2 separate regions of the Mus musculus genome follow, and region 2 is linked to region 1. A link is a contact called in public HiChIP or PLAC-seq data. All regions are on one chromosome and are shown on one strand. The core of a region is the stretch at or near the end of the contact, and the rest is flanking DNA. Distances in the headings are between cores, read along the strand shown.

The links. HiChIP or PLAC-seq counts read pairs in DNA pulled down with a chosen protein or histone mark.
Region 2: an H3K4me3 HiChIP or PLAC-seq map of pro-B cells shows a contact between it and region 1, with 3 times the contacts expected there. The contact joins the enhancer-like site here to the promoter of Atp5mpl in region 1. A contact is called at or near these places in 16 of 39 promoter capture datasets (the 3T3-L1 cell line, 3T3-L1-derived adipocytes, the C10 cell line and 12 more), 2 of 484 Hi-C or Micro-C datasets (bone marrow-derived macrophages and nephron progenitors), 16 of 115 datasets of contacts at active chromatin or transcription factors (the SCID.adh cell line, T-cell acute lymphoblastic leukemia, VIP interneurons and 9 more) and 4 of 9 other capture datasets (adipose tissue, liver, macrophages and 1 more).

Annotation. Positions count from the first base shown.
Region 1 is chr12:111,962,345-111,969,539 of GRCm38.p6, forward strand. Atp5mpl (ATP synthase membrane subunit 6.8PL) reads right to left here and starts at 4,665. Exons shown (of 4, transcript NM_027360.3): 1 at 4,580-4,665; 2 at 886-1,009; 3 at 89-112. The coding sequence starts at 1,009.
Region 2 is chr12:111,825,873-111,833,067 of GRCm38.p6, forward strand. It overlaps Ppp1r13b (protein phosphatase 1, regulatory subunit 13B), which reads right to left. Exons shown (of 17, transcript NM_011625.1): 13 at 6,637-6,774; 14 at 6,431-6,564; 15 at 5,588-5,754; 16 at 4,383-4,582; 17 at 2,586-3,511. The coding sequence ends at 3,470. Zfyve21 (zinc finger, FYVE domain containing 21) reads left to right here. Exons shown (of 7, transcript NM_026752.4): 6 at 1,671-1,813; 7 at 1,946-2,516. The coding sequence ends at 1,981. Among named protein-coding and RNA genes, the nearest start is that of Zfyve21, 15 kb to the left of the region's middle. Within about 2 kb of position 4,274, at least 25 of the 459 cell types and tissues checked have an H3K27ac peak or open chromatin away from gene starts, as enhancers often do. A contact at or near this core is called in microglia, pancreatic islet and pro-B cells, where this site is marked.

The DNA.
Region 1 (7,195 bases), core at 3,415-5,914:
GTTTTAATTCAGGATTCATATACCTTGTTTTAAAAAGCCACGATGGTCTTTTTCACCCCTCAACCATTCCAAAAAGCAGAAATCTTACCTTTCAAAGCTTTACTTCTTTTATCTAAAACAGAAAAAGGAAAGAAATCACACCAGTGTCCTACACTGCCAGTCAAATTCCCAGTCACAAGCAACATTGGCTGCAGGCTTCACAGGCTGGGTGAAGCATCCCAGCATGCTCTCAGAGGGATGCCTGTATCACAGCCATTTTCTAGTCCACAATTCACATACAAAGCAGGTGGTCTCATTACAGTGGGTGCACACCCGTGCCTCCCCCTGCCCTCCCCTGCTGTCCTCTCCCTTCCCTGCTGGTCTCTTCCTGCCTGCAAAGTCGACTGCGCAGAGCAGGAAAACATGTAATATTTATCTTTTATAGTCTGGCTCATCTCATTTAGCAGGATAATCTTTATTTCTACTGCAAACATTTTTTTTAATGGCCGAATAAAATTGCACTGTGTGGAATTGCCCAGGCTAAGCTCTCCCAACAAGGGCTATGTCAGCTACTTTATTCTATGTTTTCTTTCTTCATTTGTTGAGGAACATCTAAGGCCACGTTATGGACCAGCCAGGTGGCTCAGCAGGTAAAGGTGCTGCTATACAAACCTGGTGACCCGAGTTCAATCTCAGGGACGCACGTACAGGTGGAAGGAGAGAACCATTATACACCTCTGCACGAGGGCTTCGGCATGTGTGCCCACACATACATCATGTGTATTTACGTGTCCAGGAAAAAGTAATAATTTAAAAAGTCACAGTTCCTTAGTAGATAACATTGTTATTTTTTTTCCTGAAAACATTTCCCCCTGCTAAATGCAAAGAAATAAAAATATAACCTACCAGCACTCCTGATTTTATATACGATGAGGCTCATTAACCCCACTCCTACCCAAATTTCCTGGTAAACCTGGGTATAGTAGGGTTTCATGGGGACCCAGACTTTTTGAATCAAGGTTTGAAACATCTGAAATAGAAATGATAAACATTAAGGTAATTGCTACCATATACCTAACTGACAAGATATTTTCATCTACCTGACCAGAGCGCTAGTCCATACTCCACAGGCTCTGGGGAGCTCTCTGAACTCCTGATACCCTGCCAGCATCTTGCTAGCAGGCTGTCCCTCCCACAAGCCTCCCTGCCACTAAGGCTGGCCCCAAGCCATGCATCATTTTTTCGACCTTTGGGTAGAAGCACCCTTTTCTAGCATCGTTAGCATTTCAAGTTGAAAACAAAACAAGCAAAACCACACACCACGGTCAGATGTGGGTCTTCCCATGGGAAATGAAGACGGAGGCCTGTTAAACTACTACCCTTTAACCTCCAGTAGCTCAGGCCTGAGCTGTCAGATAAGTACACAACCAATGGTACAGAATGAGCCTAATGGGACAGCCCTTAAAGTAATGTTTCCAGTTATGATTACAGCTTACTAACTGGATACCAAACTAGATACCCACATTCCCAACCCGGGGCTTTGAAACAGCTGATGGATTTGACAGCTGCCGGGAGGACCCAGCTCTGAGCCCTTCTCACCTGACTGGGAAACCCCTGGGCTGCAGTCAGTACCTTGCCTTGATGGTTCTGCTCTACACTGCTACTGCACATTGAATCCTACTCTGCAACACTATAAAACTGACATACTGCTGTGAACAACCAGGGAAAGTGTTCATTGATGTACAACAGTATGTTATTCTTACAGCACCAGCTCAATTTAGTCAAATGGCTGTCTGTGAATTATTGAAACCTGGACCATATTCACTCAGCAAAAAAAATGAAGGGCACATGTGGTAGAGGCACGAAGGAAGAGGGGAGGGAGAGCCAGGCTACCCAGAGAAGCGTCTTCAGTGGAAGCACGGATAGTGAACTTGAAGGCGGGGGAGAAGGCAGCTGCCCTGGTTTCACCCACTAGTTTACATGACCTGACTGTGTAACAGGGATAGTAAGAGAGCTGCACTTCACACGGGTCTAGGATTCTTGCATTAGTGCACACAGCCCTGGTATCGTGTCGGGAGTGCTTGTTATACAGAATGCTACTGTTGAACTAGGGAAACAGGGAAGGCGTGCACACCATTTAATCTTGAATTTAGGGATATGTCTTCTGGGGGTGGAGATGGCTCAACAAGTCCATGTCCCAGAATCCACAAGGTGGTTTGCCACCATTTGTAATATAACTCCAGTTCCAGCGAGTCTTTTGACCTCCTGGGCATCAGAGAATATAGGGTGCATATTCATACTGTTTGGCATATTTCTATACTGCGTCCCAAAGCATCAATGATCCAAACAAGACTAGATCACACCAAATCTGGCCCACATTGCTGATTACTTCAGGAACCAATCTGCCTCTATGGCCGTGCTTCCTGCTCTTTCCTATGGGAATGAACCTAAGTGGAAGAAAGGTCTGAAGGTTAGCTCGTCCAGTGAGAGTTAGCCTGTAGAGTGGTGCTATCATCTTACCATAGATGGTCATCTGTCCTTAATTCCTCCCTATTATGTGCACCTGAATGTTCTAGTTGGATTGTTCTGCTTCAGAGCATTAGAAGGCAGCCTCTGGAAAGCGTGAAGGAACCCAAGTCACTGAGTAGGTGGAGTGGAATCTTTGTGGCACAGGCAAGGACTGAGAGAGTACTGTAGGGGACCAATGGGTTAGAACCCTTGGGATCCAGCTCTGTTCTTGACTTTAGGAATTCTCTAAACCTCCTTTGTCAGATCTCTTCATCAATCATGGACCTCCTACTTGCTCGACAGACTCTTAAAAAATAAAGGACCCTAGCTGGGAGGTGGCAGCACAAGCCTTTAATCCCAGCCAACCAGCACTCTGTAAGTTCAAAGCCAGCCTGGTCTACATGATAGCCAGGGCTACATAGATAGCCAGGGCTACACAGCAAGAACCTGTCTCAAAAGACAAAAACAAAGATATCCCCCACCCCGTCCCCAAACAACAATGAATGGATCCAGAATGGCACGTGGTGCACAGTGAGCACTCAGGAAATGATCAAATCAATAGCAAGGAATTGCTACAAAAACCCAATAGAAAGCAGCAAGTCCCAGGCCACTGGGATTCTAAGAAAGTACTTAAAGAGGTTTCATCTCATAGGCTGTGCAGAAGTGTTGAGCTGTATCAAGACTGGTATGATATCAGCGATTGACTTTAATCCTAGCATTTGGAAGGTAGAGGCAGGGGGATCTTTCTCAATTCAAGGCCAGCCTGGTTTATCTACAAACGGAGTTCCAGGATGGTCAGGGCACAGAGAAAACTTGTCTTGACCTCCCACACCCTGAAAAAGAATGTGGTGTCACAGGAGGGTCTGGAAGGAAAAGGTAAACAGAGGATGTGGAGGGACTTCAGTGGTCTTGGTGTTCTCCTCAGCATCGAGGCATCCTGGCACTGTGTCCTTATTCTAAACTGCCATGAGTCCCGACACAGTGAAGGCCTGCTATCCAGTACATTTACACCCCACCCCCACCCCTTTGTCTCTTGCTCCTGGACTTCCATTTTGGTCAGTTTGGTTGTATTTGACTACACAAGTGACATGTTCCCTGTACTCAGTGTGGCCTCTACTCTTCCCACCTAAGTTTCTCTGGCTAACCATATTTCCCAGTTGTTAGTTTTACAATACCAGATTCAATAAAAGATCATCCTACTCGAAGGTCAAATGGCTGTCTACTGAGACTGCCTATGCCTGCAGAGTTTGTGAAAGTGACAGTAACAGCAAGCTATTACCTGGCAGCACACTGTAAAGAGGGGAACATGTCTGAGGTTTATAATGTGGTTTCATACATTTTCAAACATCGGCCTTGCCAAAACCTAACTTGGAAGAAACCTGTGGAATAATGGAAAGAAGGCACTGGCTTTGAAGTGATGTTTCTTGGCACGGATTTTTAGCTGCATCCCTCCCTGAGTAACTTGAGTAGGTAACAAGATGCTCACAGTTGATGGTGGCATGCCCCTTTGCCAGAGCCTATAGTTACACAGGTTCATCCAAGTGTCAGCACAAGGACACAGTCCATGCTGAGTGGACCTCCACTAGAATCTAGCTCCTGGACAACTTCTGTGAGGATGATACTAGGGCCCCTGGCCCTCCAAGTCTTGAGGAGTAATCCCTCTTTCGCATAGAAATTGATGTCTGAGCAAAGTCTTATCTGTCCAAGGGACTGACAACCACCCCTCCCCTCATACAATCAGGAAGACTAACTCCAGAAACACCTTCGCAGTGTGGAGGACTGAACGCCGTGCACATCCCTGCCCTCGGCGTGATGGAGTCCCGGACACTCTTGGGGGACTCTTGGGGATCTGGAGGACTGACCCCGGACACCCCCGCAGTCTGGATGACTCAGCCGGGCACTCTCTCCGTCACAGTCGCGGGGAACCCGGTGGACCCTCCCTGTAGTAGGCGGCGCAGGGGCTGACCCAAGGTCAGCGTGTATCGCAGAGTCCTTCGCCCGCGATCTACCTGGGCCCCACCGCACCCGGTCCCGGACCCTCCTTAGTCCCCCGGGTTGGGAACACAGCAAAAAGCCCAGGTTCCGCTCTTACCTCCGCGGGACCAAGACCACAGGCAACACCAAATTCTGCTACAGAATGGGAAAGGTCACAGAGCACGCAGGCGCCGCGCAGGGCCTGCTGGGAAAGCGGAAGGAGCGGAGACACCAGACGCCGGCTGCCCGGCCTTCCGCGCCTGCGCACCACAGCGCCCCCAGTGGTCGCCCGGGTGTTACAAGCTTCGGAAGGGATTAGTCCAAACCAGGAGGAGCTGGGAGAAGCCTACTGTGTTTCTAGGTGTCATAAAACTGACCAGATTTCCCAGGGTTTGTGGGTTTCCAGGAACAGAGGACTTTCAGTGCTGAAACCAGGACAGTAGATAATCCGGACAAATTGTCCTTAAGTAAATAAGTAAATAAAGCCCCTTTTACATGGTTTATGGCTTTAATCCTAGCCCTCAGGAGGCAGAAGCAGCAGGATAAATGTGACTTTCAGGCCAGCCTGAAAACCTAAACCAAAATTCGCGTGTGTTGGTGCATACCTTTAGTCCCAGCACTCAGGAGGCAGAGGCAGGAAGATCGCTGAGAGTTCAAGCCTAGTCTATTTTTTTTAGTGAGTTCCAGGACAGCCAGAGCTACACAGTGAGAACCTGTCTAAAAAAAAAGAAAAAACAAAAACAAAAACAACCAATCAGACCAAAGGCCAGACATAGTGGCTCGGGTCTTTCATCCCAGCGTTTAAGGGGCAGAGGCACAGGGTGGAGGGTGGAGCGTGGGGCTGTGGGTCTATTGAGTTTGATAGCCTGGGCTACTTAGTGAGACTCTCACACTCCCTCCTCCTCCCCTCTCCCCTCCAACAAACAATAAGAGCAAAGGAAATAAAGCAACAGTGACAAGGGGAAACCCTCTTTACTTGAATTTTTTTTTTTTTTGAGATAGGTCTTTCTGTAACTTGTTATGTAGCCCAGGCTGGCCTCACACTCAGGGATTTGCCTGCCTCTGCCTCCTGTCTTCTTGGATTAAAGGCCTGCACCACTATGCCAGGCTTTTGGCATTTCTTGCCATTTCCCCCTGTATTGCTACAAAAATTTTTGCTCTAATATTTGATTAAGCAGCCATGCTGTGCATAGTAATTATCATTAAAATTGTTGTAAAGCGTTGCAGAGACTTCTGCAGGAACGCTAGGGACTGGACCTAAGGTTTTATGTTTTAAATAAGCATGCTAGCTGGGTGTGTCGTGATATAATCCTAGCACTTGGACAGTAGAGGAAGATGATTAGGGTTTTAAGAGCATCCTGAAACCCTGGTTTGGTTTTTAGAAAACAAAACCAAAACAAATGAACAAAAATTGTTATTGCTTTTTTTTTTAGTTTTTTTTTAAGTTTTTTTTTTTATGTGTATGAGTGTTTTGCTCACATCTATGTCTGTGTACCAAGTATGTGCCTGTTCGCTCTCAGAAGTTAGAAGGCATTGGATACCCTGTAACCAGCATTATGGATGTTTGTGTTCTATCACACTGGTGCTGGGATTTGAACCTGGGTCCTTTGGAAGAGCAACAAATGCCCTGAGTCACTAAGGCATCTCTTCAGCCTCAGACTTCTGTTTAAGAAATGACTGACATCTGAACAGAAACTGAACAAAAGAAAGCCACCTATTGGGTTAAAACAAATTAGGCATGTATAGCCATTACCCAAGCAGAACACAGAAGAGCTAGTCAGGAACCCAGACAAGCAAGGGAAGACAAAGGTGTCGCACACACAGAAGGAGCCCAGTCCCCTCGGCCCAGAGCAGCTAGCGCTTTCCTCCTCCCTCCTTTTCTCTTTACTTTTTTTTCCCTTAACAAATATTATTACGTGGATGAGAGTGGGGAACAATCCCCAGTGCCATGGGGCCCATGTGGAGGTCCGGGGAGCGAAGCTGTCAGGCATCTTTACCCACTGAACTGTCTTGATAACACCACTTTATTGCTTTAGTTTAAAATCACTATTATTTTATGCATACGTGTTTTGCCTGTGTCTAAGTATGGCTTCAAACTCATGACAATTCTCCTGCCTCAGTCTCTAGTGCTAGAATTACAAGAGTGGGCCACTTTATCCAGCTTTTTCCTCTCATGGTGCTGAAACCATAGGTGGGTACCTAGAACAAGATATAAACTCTACAACTGAGCTTTACCCTCCATCATACAGCTAACTGGGTCTAAGAAATCAATGAGGAATAGGGTAGAAATATTTGAAGAGCTAATAGCTGACTGAGAATTTTGTAAAAGGAATATTAAAAAAAAACAAAAACAAAAACAAAAAGGCTCCAAAACATCTTAGTGGAATCAAGCAGACAGAGAAATGAAAGTCTGGAAGTCACGTGACAAAACTAGAGCTGAGGGCTGGGGCTGCAGATCAGTGGAAGGGCGCTTGCTTAGCGTGTGTGAGGGTCCTGGGTTCCAGACCCAGCACTGCCAAACAACAAAACCCTAACACCTAATGATGATGTTAAATGACTGTTCCTCAGGATTCTCCTTATAGGAAAATTAGCATTTAGTAAAGGTGAAGTACAGTTTTGAACAAGTTGAGAATAAAGGAATAATTACTAACAGAGCATCTGCAGGCTTAGTGATTTCTAAGGCCTCTGAGGACCAAAACTTTTCACCACAATAGTAACATTTGCCTTTTCTTGC
Region 2 (7,195 bases), core at 3,024-5,523, 140 kb before region 1:
CTATCAGTATCGGCCAAGTGTGTGGGTTCTCCTTTGCCGATTGAGCACCAGGCATATGCAGTGGGCGGCAACTTTCATCACTGTACCCAGTAGCTTACCTCACTCAGACCCTGGCCTCCAGGGTCCCTGCCTCTCACTCAGCTCCTCCAGCTTAGTCTCAGAGGCCCAGCAATGGAACGCCACAGGGAGGTACGTGAGGTGCACGGAGCATTAAGCCGGTTGAAGATCTCCTATGCTAGATGCTCACTCCTTGGCCTCCACTAGGACACCCTCGCCCCCACCCTCCCCCAGGGGTGTCAAGAGTATCTGCGTGTGTACCATGCACAGGAATATCTGCACGTGTGTGTGTGTACAGTGCACATGCCTAGTGCCTTTAGAGAGGAGAACAGTGGTTTAAGTCCCCTAGACCTGGAGCTACAGATGGTTGTAAGCCATCATTTCTAAGTTGGGAACTGAACCTAGGTCCTATGTAAAAGCAGTAAGTGCTCTTAACTACGGAATCATTTCTCTGGCCTCCATTGGCGGCGGAGAGGAGGGGGTTGTTAAAATTTTTATGGCTACACAAAGCTCAAAACAGCCACAGCCAGCAGTGGCCATGACCATGTTTGAGTACATTTTTATTTACAAAAACCGGTATAGCCCAGATAGGAAGCTGTACAAGTCTGGTTGAGGCAGCTCAGCCCAAGGCCTTCAGGTGGGTTTTGAAGCATCTGAGTTATTACAGAGTCAGAAAGCCTCTCTGGGTAAGACCACCCCCTCCCCCACCCCTACTCTCACCCACAGCCAGAGGTTTTGCAGGCAAGGAAGTCAGGCCTCTTCCTGGCTGTGGTCTGTCTGCATGCCCAGTCCACTAGCCAGTGGGACTCAGACTGCTTTGATTTTAGAATTAATGTCTGATTAAAAGTAGGTTATTTCCCAAAATATTTTCCGTGTGGTCACCAAGAGGAGGTTAGCAGTCATATGAGGCTGCATAGTAGCTCCGATAGACCTGACTTCTCAAGTGGTCTGTTCCTGGAGCAGACCGTAAATGAAAGAGCAGCTGGTCATTGCCCAGAGATGGAGCTGTGACTTGGCCTCTAGTTGCAAGTCCTGGAAGAACAGTGCTTGACAGGGTAGTGTGGCCTCACTCCTGCAGCAGCAGTCTGCCCAGCTGCAGGCTCCAGCCTCTAGGTGTGAAGCCAGATTAGATGGGACGATCTGCTTGGCTTACCTTCTGCTGGCCAGGCCATTCCGAAAGCAGTTTCTGTGCCTCCACTGCTCGCTGTGTATGTGTGTCTGTGTGCCGTTTTCTCCATTGCTCGCTGTGTATGTGTGTCTGTGTGCCGTTTCCTCCACTGCTCGCTGTGTGTGTCTGTGTGCTGTTTCCTCCACTGCTCGCTGTGTCTGTGTGTCTGTGTGCCGTTTCCTCCACTGCTCGCTGTGTCTGTGTGTCTGTGTGCCGTTTCTCGGAGGGTAGGAAGGAACACGGCATGGATAAGGAGCATGCCTGGCAGTTTCTGGTCTGTTGGGGAGCAGGACTATGTCACATGTCCTATTCTCAGTAATATGGCCCTGGGGATCACAAGCTGAGTTTATTCCTCTTTCCACTCTCTGTACACACGGGGTCTCTGCATGTCTCTAACACAGGCTGCTTGCTGAGCAGCACACATGACACTCACGTCCTTCTGCAGCAGGCAGCACCCGAGCCACTGGCATGCTCCTGCAGTACACAGTGCCAGGGGCAGAGGCTGCAGCACAGCTGAGGCTGATGGCCGGAGAGGACGCGAGCGGCAGCAAGAGGCAGGCAGCAGCGTGGCTGGCAGCCATGCACAAGGTATGGCAGGGTCGGGGGCTGAGCTCATAACAAGTGTGTTTTTACCAAAAGACTACCACATATCTGGGGTGCCCCTGCCTGTATAAAAGGCACACGGGCACAGAACCACTCATGATTTATGGTGTTCCGCAGGCTACCAAGCTCCTCTATGAATCACGAGACCAGTAACTGCAAGGGAACTGAACTCGGAGCACGTCGGGTTACATAACCAAGCTGCTTGCCCCTGCCTGCACTCTCAGGGTCTTCCCTGTGTGTGCTTGGAAATGCAATTCAAGTGTCTGGAAGCAGAGTATCACTTACCTAGTGCAATATGTACACCGCTGATTAATGCTGTAAAGAGCTTATGTTGTTGTGCATTGTGGTCCTTCAGTAGGGTTGGGAGAAGCTGCACTACATTACTGCTAAAGCAGGCTTCTGTAAACTTCCAGGTTCATTAGAGGCTTGTGGCTCTGTTCCCACAGATACATTCGGGGGTGACCACTCAGGCCCTTCCACTCTCAATAGCCCATTCACAATGCCTTAGCTGTTCCTAGACTCTGGTCACTCTGTCACTAACCGGGGCGATGAACAGTCCTGTTGCTGCCTCTAAGAGGAAGGCGTCAGCTTTCTGTTTTCTACTTTCACTTACTATTTCACTTTATTAAAATGACTGTACAGTAATTTGTATATAAAGTGTATAATTAAAACTTATTTTGAAAGTACACAGCAGGCTCTGGCCTCACTTTGTGCAGCTGTCCTGCGTCCAGAACACAAGACTCAAAGGACTCAAAGCCAGGTGTGAGACAGCAGTTTATTGTGCACGTCACACAGCATCGGTGGCACTGGGATGGCAGTGGCTGCTCACGGGTGCGATCAGCACATGGCGGCTGCCCACAGCACTGCTCCCAGAGCCTACAGGATTTACACGTAGTTCTACACAAGACTCACATGAAAAATAAAGCCTCAGGCAGGGCCTGTGTTCCGACAGAAGAAACACAGTTCCAGTGGCCTGGCTGAAAAACAATCCTGGTGTAGAAAAAGCCTGTCTACAGAGGTCAAGCTCCAGAACGGACTTGCCTTGCTCAGGATGCAGCCAGTGACAGCCTCGAGGGCTGCCAGGTGGCTTTGCCCAGCCCACCACCGACTTGACTTTGACTCATCATTGCGCAGACCCCCATGTGCTGAGGCGTGCATGTCCAGCCACAGCAGAACGCCATAGGTAATGAAACGCAGTTTCCGAATGGGCTCCTTTGGTAGTGAGAGGCAATGTGAGAAAGTATGATGGTTTGAGGCTTTCCAAGAAGGGGGAGCCAAAGCCACCTTGCTCTTGTTCAAGGTCTGAGACATTTAACATGAGAAGGGGCCTTTGGGCCACGTCAGGGCTTTTGTCTTCACTGGCAGCGGTCGGGGATCAGAGTCATGACTTCTTACTGGTGGAAGGGCTGGATGTTTTGGAAGCTGGGTATTTATGTGGATTTACAGTAATTGGCAAAAGCACTACCTCTCCCAGCTCCTGCAACCTGGAGAGGGCCTCACCTGGGAAGTGGGATTCACATTGTGGACACTGTCTGCTAAAGTGAGCACCAGGAGACCATCCTAGCTTCAGTTTTCCCAGGGCAGCTGGGATCTCCTCCAGTAGCTCCTGGGAGCAAACGAGACTGTGGTACTCCAGGGGGTTCAGGCAAGTGTTCGCTGCCGGGGTTTGATCCGTGGATACAACTGGGAAGCAATGGACAAGAGTTAGGACAAACATGACCGAGAAGGATTTGGCCTCCAGGTTCCTTTCTTGTCACCTCAGCATTATCTTCAAAACATATTTGCTCAGACCTGACCTCAGCTGTCCCCTCCTGTTCATGTTTATCACACCTGAAAACCTGTTACTGTCCCTAGATCCTCAGATGTAGCACCCATGCTTGCCTCATACTTTGCCAGGAAGCATCTGGCAGGCTTGTCACAGCACTTAGAGGAGAGGCAAGCTTTCTGTTAGAGCACAGATGGCATGAATGCAGCAGAGCTGACAACCGTGACCCACGCCTCTCCACTTGGTTTCTTTCAGGCTTTCCTTTTGAGCAATCAGGTCTCTAACCACGGCTGCGTTAACTTTCCATTCTTTTGTCTTCCGAGTGCTATGCTCAGGTCAGGGGTTTGGCTCAGTGGTACAGCACTGCTCAGACCCTGGGTTCAGTTATCAGTTCAGGAGAGGGACTGGGTTACAAAACTACCAAAGCACTACAAGAACAGCAACAACACAAAAGCAACCAAGCAGTAGGGTTACGATGGGCACTACTGCACTAAGCTCTGGAGAATTCCAGATCTGGGAACTATGTGGGGTGGCTTAATACTTGCCAAAGTTCACCATGAGCCCTGATGGTCTCTAAACCTCCACGTGTTTTTCAGTATGTGGCAAAGCCACACAGCTCTAGGGACTTGGGAGCTTGCCCATGTACAAGCAGGCTGCTGGGGCTTGGAGACAGTGTTCTTGTCTACCTAGATGCCAGCAGAACTGAACCCCATGCTGTGAGTGTCTGTGCCTTTTGAACGAGTCAACGAGGCCAGACTTCCAGTGTCTAAGCCCAGTGTGAGTGCTTACCCCCAGCAAGTTTTTGGGCACGTAGCCCTCCCGGTCCCCAAGACGAGCCCACCACCACTCGGTCTCGTTTTCATCTTTGCGCCTCAGGATGGTGATGGCATCCCCTTCATGGAAGGACAGCTCATCGCTGTTCTGGGCCTCGTAGTCCCACAAAGCATACACGGTGCCTTTGTTCATCACTCCCAGCTTCTCTTGTACCCCTGGGACCAGAAAGGGATACAGGTTTTAGCAGAGGGTGGCCAGCGGAGATCGAGGTAAAACAAAACTTAATCAAGAACCACCTTTAGGGAACCATCAGACCTTATCTGAGTAGCAGCACAGCAGCTGCACGTGGTGCTTTGCGCCTTACAGCCTATGTGACTGCAGCCTCCTTCCCTCGTGGGCTGGGTCTGCCCGGCCTGTGTGCCTGTCCAGCTGCTGCTGCTTCCTTTTTTTTGTTGTTTTTGGTTTTTCGAGACAGGGTTTCTCTGTGTAGCCCTGGCTGTTCTGGAACTTACTTTGTAGACCAGGCTGGCCTCAAACTCAGAAATCCACCTGCCTCTGCCTCCCAAGTGCTGGGATTAAAGGCGTGCGCCACCACTGCCCAGCTCCTGTCCACCTTCTTTAATGCCCAAGAACTTTGTTGCCTGCCATTGTTGTGGGAGTTCAGTACAGACTGGAGTTTGGCTGTCATCACTTGTACCATCGGGCCAAACACAGTAATTTCTCAAGTTGTCTGTTGTACAGGGGGCATGGTTGAGCTCCCTGATCTGACACCGGCTACAGCAACTTAATCAGGGCATGTCCTTTACTCACCGGATGACCCCAAGCAGCTCACAGGAGCAGCCCTGCTTCAGCTCACGTAGCTAGCTAGCAGTAAGTGTGTAGACCAGTGCTGCCTGGCTCCCCACTCCTGTGACCCCAGGGCACCAAACAAAGCATCGCCCTCTTAGCAACTGGAACAGAATCCCAAGGAGAGTTCTTTCCATTAAGGCAGAGTCTCACCATGTAGGCCAGGTTGGCCTGCAGTTTCCTAAGCTTCCCACGTTCTGTGGGTCTGTACCACCCAGATACAAATGGGACTTTCAGATGTTCTGAGGGTGAGTATAAAGGCAGTGAGCACGTACATATGATCCACTCACTGAGCCAGACTCTAGCCAGCATACAGGACACAGTGCTGATGAGCCAGGGGCAACAGCCGAGGCACACTGAGCCTCTGTACATACCATACAGAAACTGGGAACACTGGATGTATCCCTCTTCCATCTCTTCACACTTGTCTGCAGCAGTCTCAATGTCACTGATGGTGGAGGCAAAGATAGCGGCTCCACTTTCCACCAGCTGCTTGCAGAGGTGGACACTGTTGCAAGAGGCAGCACAATGCAGTGGTGTCCTAGAACCAGAGGGGGAAATGTATAGTCAGAAACCACCCAGGGCTACCTGGCTCCTATATGACACAAACCTCCAAGAATTCTCAAGTATCCTAGCTTTGTGCCAAATTTGTAGGTATTTTGTTAATTTCATGTGTATGAATGTTTTGCATGCATGCATGCATGTACGTGCATTCGTGTGCAACGGCCAGAAGGAGGGTGTGTGTGTTTTTGTGTGTGTGTTATGAGATTTTGGGTTTTTCCATTAATTTATTTACTTTACATCCTAATATCAGTCCTCCCTCTCCTCCCAGTCCCCTGCTTACACAGCTCCTCCCCGCATCCCCTTTTCTTTTGAGAAGGGGGAGCCTCTCCACCCGGGTATCACCCCACCTTGGCACATCAAGTCACTGATAGGTATTTTTCATTTTCTATAGGATGCACGTATTTCATATAGAATGTTTGAAAACAGGAAGAGCAAACAATTGCAGTGCTACTAAGGCTTATGAGGACCACAGACAGCTCTAACACGAGAGAAAAAGCAAGGAGCAGCAGGATGCTGCAGAAGGCTTCTGGGAATGAACGAGGAGTGTGCTTCCTCTATGAGACTCAATTTTCTGGAGCTTGAATCACCTCTTCCTTCATAAGGCAAGGAATGAGCCTCTGGGCCTTCCCATCCCCACACCCATGGCTTCTCACCATCCGTCACTGTCTGCAGCATTCACATTGACACCAAAGTCCAGCAGAAACTTCACGATATGGTGGTGGCCAGCACAGACAGCATTGTGTAGGGGGGTGATCCCTTCGTCATTGGGTTTGCTAGGGTCCTCCACCTAGGACACAGAGCATGTGAAAGCCAGCCCTTCACACTCCCAGCAGCACACACAGAAGGGAGGATGGCTCACCTCATAGATGATCCTCTGCACTAGATCAAACTCTCCTTCGAGAGAAGCGTCCAGAAGCAGGGCTAGGGGGTTGAAGCGCACTCTCAGCCCGTGCCCTGTCCGTTCAGAGTTAGGCTTCTTCAGGTTGGTGCGTTTGCTCTGTAGGGAGGTGGAAGCAGTTCAGCATCAGGTGACCTACCCAAGTCAAAGACCAACCCAAGCCCCTGCTGTGGGAAGGGGTGGCAGGAACTACGGTAGTTCTCCAGTAGCAGCTCTGGTGGCTGCCTTAGCAGGGCCTGGCTATCAGTTGAGAGCAGTGGCTGCCTGAGGCTGCCAGCTATTCCTGGGGAGATTTGTGGGAGGGAGCATGGTGACAGCCGCACTGCTGAGCCAGATGTCTCCCCCAAGCGGGTCAGCCATCCCTACTGCCATGCCCGTGGTGGTGGCTCAGAGACCCCGCTAAGAAAGCATTGTATGTATTCCCAGAGATGGTCCAAGCCCTCTCTGCAGTGTCAACAGGGGCTCCCTCAGGGAGGCTCACTGCTTTCCTCTCTGTCATTCGGTGTCAGTGGCATCTAGC